Linked DNA regions of Macaca mulatta: region 1 is linked to region 2. The links are chromatin contacts, called in public Hi-C maps. All regions are on one chromosome and are shown on one strand. The core of a region is the stretch at or near the end of the contact, and the rest is flanking DNA. Distances in the headings are between cores, read along the strand shown. Region 1 holds the start of AP2M1 (adaptor related protein complex 2 subunit mu 1). Region 2 holds the start of EIF2B5 (eukaryotic translation initiation factor 2B subunit epsilon).

Evidence for each region. Hi-C and Micro-C count contacts between places; a contact is called where the count stands out from the background.
Region 1: a Hi-C map of fetal cortex germinal zone shows a contact between it and region 2, with 2.0 times the contacts expected there. The contact joins the promoter of AP2M1 here to the promoter of EIF2B5 in region 2. A contact is called at or near these places in 4 of 14 Hi-C or Micro-C datasets (blood, cortical neurons, fetal cortex germinal zone and 1 more).

Annotation. Positions count from the first base shown.
Region 1 is chr2:96,309,228-96,311,927 of T2T-MMU8v2.0, reverse strand. It overlaps AP2M1 (adaptor related protein complex 2 subunit mu 1), which reads right to left and starts at 1,312. Exons shown (of 11, transcript NM_001260598.1): 1 at 1,197-1,312. It overlaps DVL3 (dishevelled segment polarity protein 3), which reads right to left. Exons shown (of 16, transcript XM_015131485.3): 16 at 2,482-2,700.
Region 2 is chr2:96,269,032-96,271,731 of T2T-MMU8v2.0, reverse strand. It overlaps EIF2B5 (eukaryotic translation initiation factor 2B subunit epsilon), which reads right to left and starts at 1,291. Exons shown (of 16, transcript NM_001266121.1): 1 at 1,092-1,291; 2 at 1-38. The coding sequence starts at 1,286. It overlaps LOC144339076 (a long non-coding RNA gene), which reads left to right and starts at 1,414. Exons shown (of 4, transcript XR_013413733.1): 1 at 1,414-1,485; 2 at 1,951-1,976; 3 at 2,095-2,152; 4 at 2,410-2,700.

The DNA.
Region 1 (2,700 bases), core at 63-2,562, 40 kb before region 2:
CCTTCCATCTGAAATCGTGATTCCAGGCCCATCAAGTAACTCATTTCTGGCCTGGGTGCCTATAAACAAGAAGCAGGGATTTCAGGATGCCTGAATTATCCAAATTATTTGGGTCAAATTAATTTAGACTGCTTGAGAAAAGGCATTAATTTGCTTTTAGATTTCCTGGATTAGCTCTGGTATTAATTTCACAGGGAGTACTTTAGAAGACTTTTCTAAACTGGAAAATAAAGCCTTTTCCTGTGGCTGTCAAGGTCTTCCAGAGGGGTGAGCGGCCTCTCAAGGTGGTGGACTCATCCCATTCCTCAGTCCCAAACAGGCTGGTAGAGGAGATGCAAAATGGAGGTAGAGCCTGGGGCAAAGAACCAAGTCCACAGGTATATCGAGTGGTAGGTAGGGAAGGGCACCCGAGAACCAGAGGTGGGGCCTTGGGCAGGAATGGAACATTTAGTTAAGGGTAAAGACCGGCAGTGACAGCCAGGCAGCGTCCTCAGGTGAGCCCACAGCAGCAAACTGGGCTGGTGGAGTGCACCTAAAGGTAAGGGTTTCCAGTATGGAAAAGGTCAAGGCTTTAAGAAGGAAAAACCAGCAGGGGGAAATTGACGGTAGTGAATAAGGGAAAGCTGGGGAGACAGAGCCTGCTTGGGGTTCAGGTGCAGAGTAATGAGGGGGTGGTGGGCTTTTCGCCTTGGGGAGACATCGTGGGAAAAGATGGTGCCATGGGGCGCGGGGGCCGTCACAGGTCTAAGGAAGAAGAGCCGCGGGATGTCACTGAACTGAGAGGAGGGGGGGCCGCATGGTGTGAGATCTGTCACGGTGCAAGGAGGCGGAACAAGGGGGTGTCACTGTCCTACGAGACGGGGAAATTGTCCTTGCGCGGAGGGGTAGGGGGTTGGCACTATCCTAGGGAGGGGGCGCTGCGCAGCGTTCCTGCTCTGGGAGAATTTCAGGCGGTATCCCTCTCATGGGAGGCGCCAGGCGGGTCAGGTGGAGGGCACCGCTCCCAGCCAGCCCTGCAACCTCGCCCCGGGCGCCCCCGCCCCACCGTCAGCCAGCTCCCGGGTCTGAAGGCTGAAGCCACTCCCGGGTGTGGGCAGCTTTCTGCCAGCTCAGCGCAGGGCAGGACAAAGCTGGGCGGCGAAGCAGACGACCCGCGGCGTCCTCCCCCACGCCATAAGGCCAGATCCCCGGCTCACCTGGTGTCCCGAGGCCCCTTCTCTGCCGGCCCGGCCACTCTCCGGATCCCAAGATGTCCGCCCGCCCCCTGCTCGTCTGCCCGCTGCCTCGGCTTTCACCGCAGTGCCGCGGCCCCGCCCCGGTCCCGGCTGCGCGTGCGCGCCCGCCTCTCGCGCCGACTACAAATCCCGTCAGGCCTCGCGGCCTCCTTGCTTGCTATTTGAAGCGCTCTAGGTTTAGCAAAACTACAACTACCGACTGCTTTCGAGAAACCGTCCCTGCCTCAGGAAGGGGTAGGCGTGGCCTTAGCCGGCCCTACCAGAAATACACATTCCAGCATACACCGCTCCACCGGCCTCATTTTTTTTTTTTTTTTTCACTGAGCGCTCTGGGAATTGTAGTCCCTGCACTTCCTCCTGTTCCTATTTGTGTTTTGGAGTTTTGGAATATTAATGCCATTTGTAGAAGCACATCTGTTAAGCCTGGGATTGCTGTAGGCCTTTTCTGTTTCCAGAGTCCCAGGACTGGCTGTCCTCACTTTGCACACAAATAAATACAACTTGGCAGTATAAGTGTTTGTGCTGAATTTACTGCTTTCTAACACTACCTCTGATTCTCCCAAGCTTTTCTCATATATTTATTCCGGACATGGGCTTTTTCCAAGGGATCAAGACCCAAGGAGAGGAGCGGGGAGCAAAGAGGAGACCACTCGGGAAGAAACTAAACCTTTTCACAAATATGTCCATGACTGTACACTCTTCCTCGAGGTCAGCTACAGCTTTTCATGAATGAGCCGATGTTCTCCTTAGCTATACCTATGCGATTGTGCATGCCTTCTAGTGACAGGCATATATGTTGCTTAGAAGATGTTCAAAGAGTTGAATTCAGTTTGACATGGGATTTGAAATCCCTTCTTTGATAAACAGAATCTTTACATCCAAGCTGAGGAGACAGAGCCAACCCTCAAACATTAAAGGCCTGCTTGGTTCTTGCAGAGATAAACTGCTGCCTTCTTTGGGCAGGACTGTGCCTGTCATGGGAGGAAGGAAGGGTGAGAAAGGGCAGATCTGGTTGCAAATGTTACAGTCCTTCCCAGCCTCTGGCCAGAAGCCACGATGTGGCAGGATGAAGATCTGACCCCTCTCAAATCATAGTCAAGGTCTGAAGTCATTAAGTGACTGAATACAGGCACTTCTAATTTTTGAACCAGCACTCAAGGCTTCACTCCTACCTTTGCAAAAGCTTTATCTTCCAAAAATACCCTAAACTGCTACCAATTTAGAGTAAATAATAATAATGATAAAATAATAATAATAGCTACCATTTATTGAGCACCTACTCTACTGTGTGCCAGGCACTGTGCTAGGCACTTTTCGTACAATATCTAATTTAAATCCTCACAACAACCCTGTGAGGTAGGTATTATTATCATCATTTTACATACGAGGGAACTGAGGCTCAGAGAGGTTAAATAACTCTCCTATCACACAACCAAAAATAGTAGAGCTGGAATTCAAACCCAAA
Region 2 (2,700 bases), core at 42-2,541:
TAGTCAATTAATGCCACATTGGCCAGGGGCAAGAGGACCTGAAGGATAGAAGATGAAAAAAAATTGAGGTCTCGAATCCCTTTGGATACCCCACTGCAACAATTTTCACTCCTCTATTAATATTTCCAAATGGTGTAATTTTGCTGTATCTTTCCAATTCAAAGGTACACAGGTTCCTGCCTTTGATGTTCACGTCATGCTCTAAGCCTGAGTCTGAAACGTTGCAATTTGGGGATGGTAAGTACAGAATCTGTGTGCCTTGTATCAGACACAGAGCTGTGACAGAATGGCAGTTCACCGCTGGCAAAGGATAATACTGGAAATCAATCATATTTCCATAAATTTAAGCATTGCTAAGGCCTTCTTCCCCATAAGATTTCCTTCCTTGATCCCTTTCTAAGTGTCAGAGGTTAGCCATCTCCCGTCACTTTTCAAAAATGAACAGCCATTAGGCTTTTTCGAAAGAATTAGAGAGGATTTTCTTAAATCCCATGCAGTTCCCTCTCTCTGAACTGAGGGCTGCTGAACGACCCAGCTGAGTTCAATACTCCATTGTCTAGACAACTCGGGGGCTGATGGCAATCAACCACTAAACCCATTTTGTCCTTTCGACAGATAGCACCGGGTATCATTAGAACCTGGAGGGGGAAAAAAAAAGTACACTGACCGAGATCTAGCCTGTTCTTTTTAAGGCATATTACCGCCCTTTCAGAGGCAAAAGGTCGTTTCTTTTCACCTAAGCATCCGTCATCTGCAAGGTTAAAAGCGGCGCAGCCTCTTCCAGGGGCACTGAATCCCCGCGTGAAGACTTTCTCAAGCGCTGTTTCTACATTTAGCTCTCTTCATTCCTTTCAAACCCGAGGTGTACAGCATTACCAATGCCCAAATCTGCCGGCCACTAACTTGGTCAGCAGTCATCAGGGTTTAAGACAGTACCTCTGCCTCCTTCCTAACCACGTAAACTCGGTTTTAGGATAACAGTATGGACACAAGTCCTTCAAAGGCTTGCCGTAGTAGTTAGCCGAAAGGAGAACTTGCTCCAGCCCTGCCACACTTCCTGCCCTCTGGCTGCTCGCGTGCGCTGCGCTCACCCGAGGCTGGTCCTTGGAGATGGGGAAGAAGCGGCGATCGAAGCTATCGGCCACCAGAACTGCTTGTAGGGGCGGCGGCGGTTCCTCCTCCGCCCCTCTGGCTCCCCCGCCACCGCTGCCTCCCGGCCCCGCGCCGCTGCGCTTGTTGGCCCGACTAACCACCACACCAGGCGGCGCCACTACAGGGGCCGCCATCTTCTTCTCTCACGGCCACCACTTCCGCAAGGAAGCTGACACCGCACGCAATAAGGGACAAAAAGGATCCAGCACTTGAAATGCGATGAACTAATTAACGAAGGGAAGGAGGAGACGAGGAGGGAGCAGTGCGCATGCGTCTTCTGCGGGCGCCCACAGAGTTCTAGGTTGATCCCGGAGGCGCGAGGAGTGGGGACCGGTCGCGGTTGTCCCGGCCCCTGGAGGCGCAGGGTAGGGGTGGGGTCCCATAGACGTCAGACTCGGTCTGCAAGTATCGTCGGCCTTCATTTGTCTGTGAACAAGTCGAGATTCTTGCAGCGTGATAGGATTTGTGGTCGCCACGAAGGGGCCAGCTCCATCCGGAACCTGTAATCGTCCAGCAGTTTCCCCGCCCCGCGCATGTGAAATATGTAGCCCTCCGTATTCATTCTAGAAACTTCTGGGAACCCAGCGCCTTGGGGAGATGGAACCGAGCCAGATGTCCCCCCGCTGCGAGGAACTCAGAACCTGCATAGAGAAGGTGGCATATAGTAGGGAGACTAGTAATTCCATTGAGCGCTGATTTTGGGCTAGGCACGATACAAGCATTATCTCATTTAATTCGTCACATATCTCTGCAAAACATCTTATTCATTCGTTCAGCAAACATTTCTTGAACTCTCAGAAGGATGAAGGAAGTTTACCCATCTAGTAAGTGGAAGAACTGGTATTGGAACCCGATCTGTCAGACTGCAGAGTTCCACAATCTTGCTGCCAAGTTATGTGGGGATAACAATGACGATTTAATGTCATCTATTCATTCTTCCAGCCTATCATCCTCCTCTGTCTTAAGCAGAGTGGAGACAGGGGTGGATCCAGGCACACCAGTAAGTTGTACTGGCATTAAGCAGTAAGCTTTCTGGGCAGAGGAAAGTGCGGGCGTAAAGGTCCAAGGCTTGAAAAGGCGCAGCAGCACCTTTCTCTCTTTGGGGAAAGATGCGGGGGCTGCGGGGAATAAACCAACCCTGCAGAGGGGCGGGGCCGTGGGAAAGAGGTGGAACAAGGCAGGAAGCCTGGGCGTCATTTGGGAGGCAAGAAGCTTTTCTGTAAAGCATCGCGCCCTTTTTGCACGGGACCTGTCCAGGTTCCACGCCACAGGCTTCTGCAGTTCCTGCAAACTTCCCATCCCGCCCCGCGTTGCACGTCGGGATTTGAAGTTTGCGATGCTGAGCGTTGTTTCCACGTGGCGATTCCGACTTGACCCGTCGTGTCCCGGCGCTCGCCTCGTGGAACCGAGGAGTCTGTCATTTCTTCCCTGGTTAGGGTGCTGAACGAAAACCGTTTGATTTATCCTGGAAAAGGAAAGGCTGAAGGCAATTAAGTAAAAGTTTTCAATTAAATGAATGCACGTTGTAGAAAAGGAATGTTCAACTGC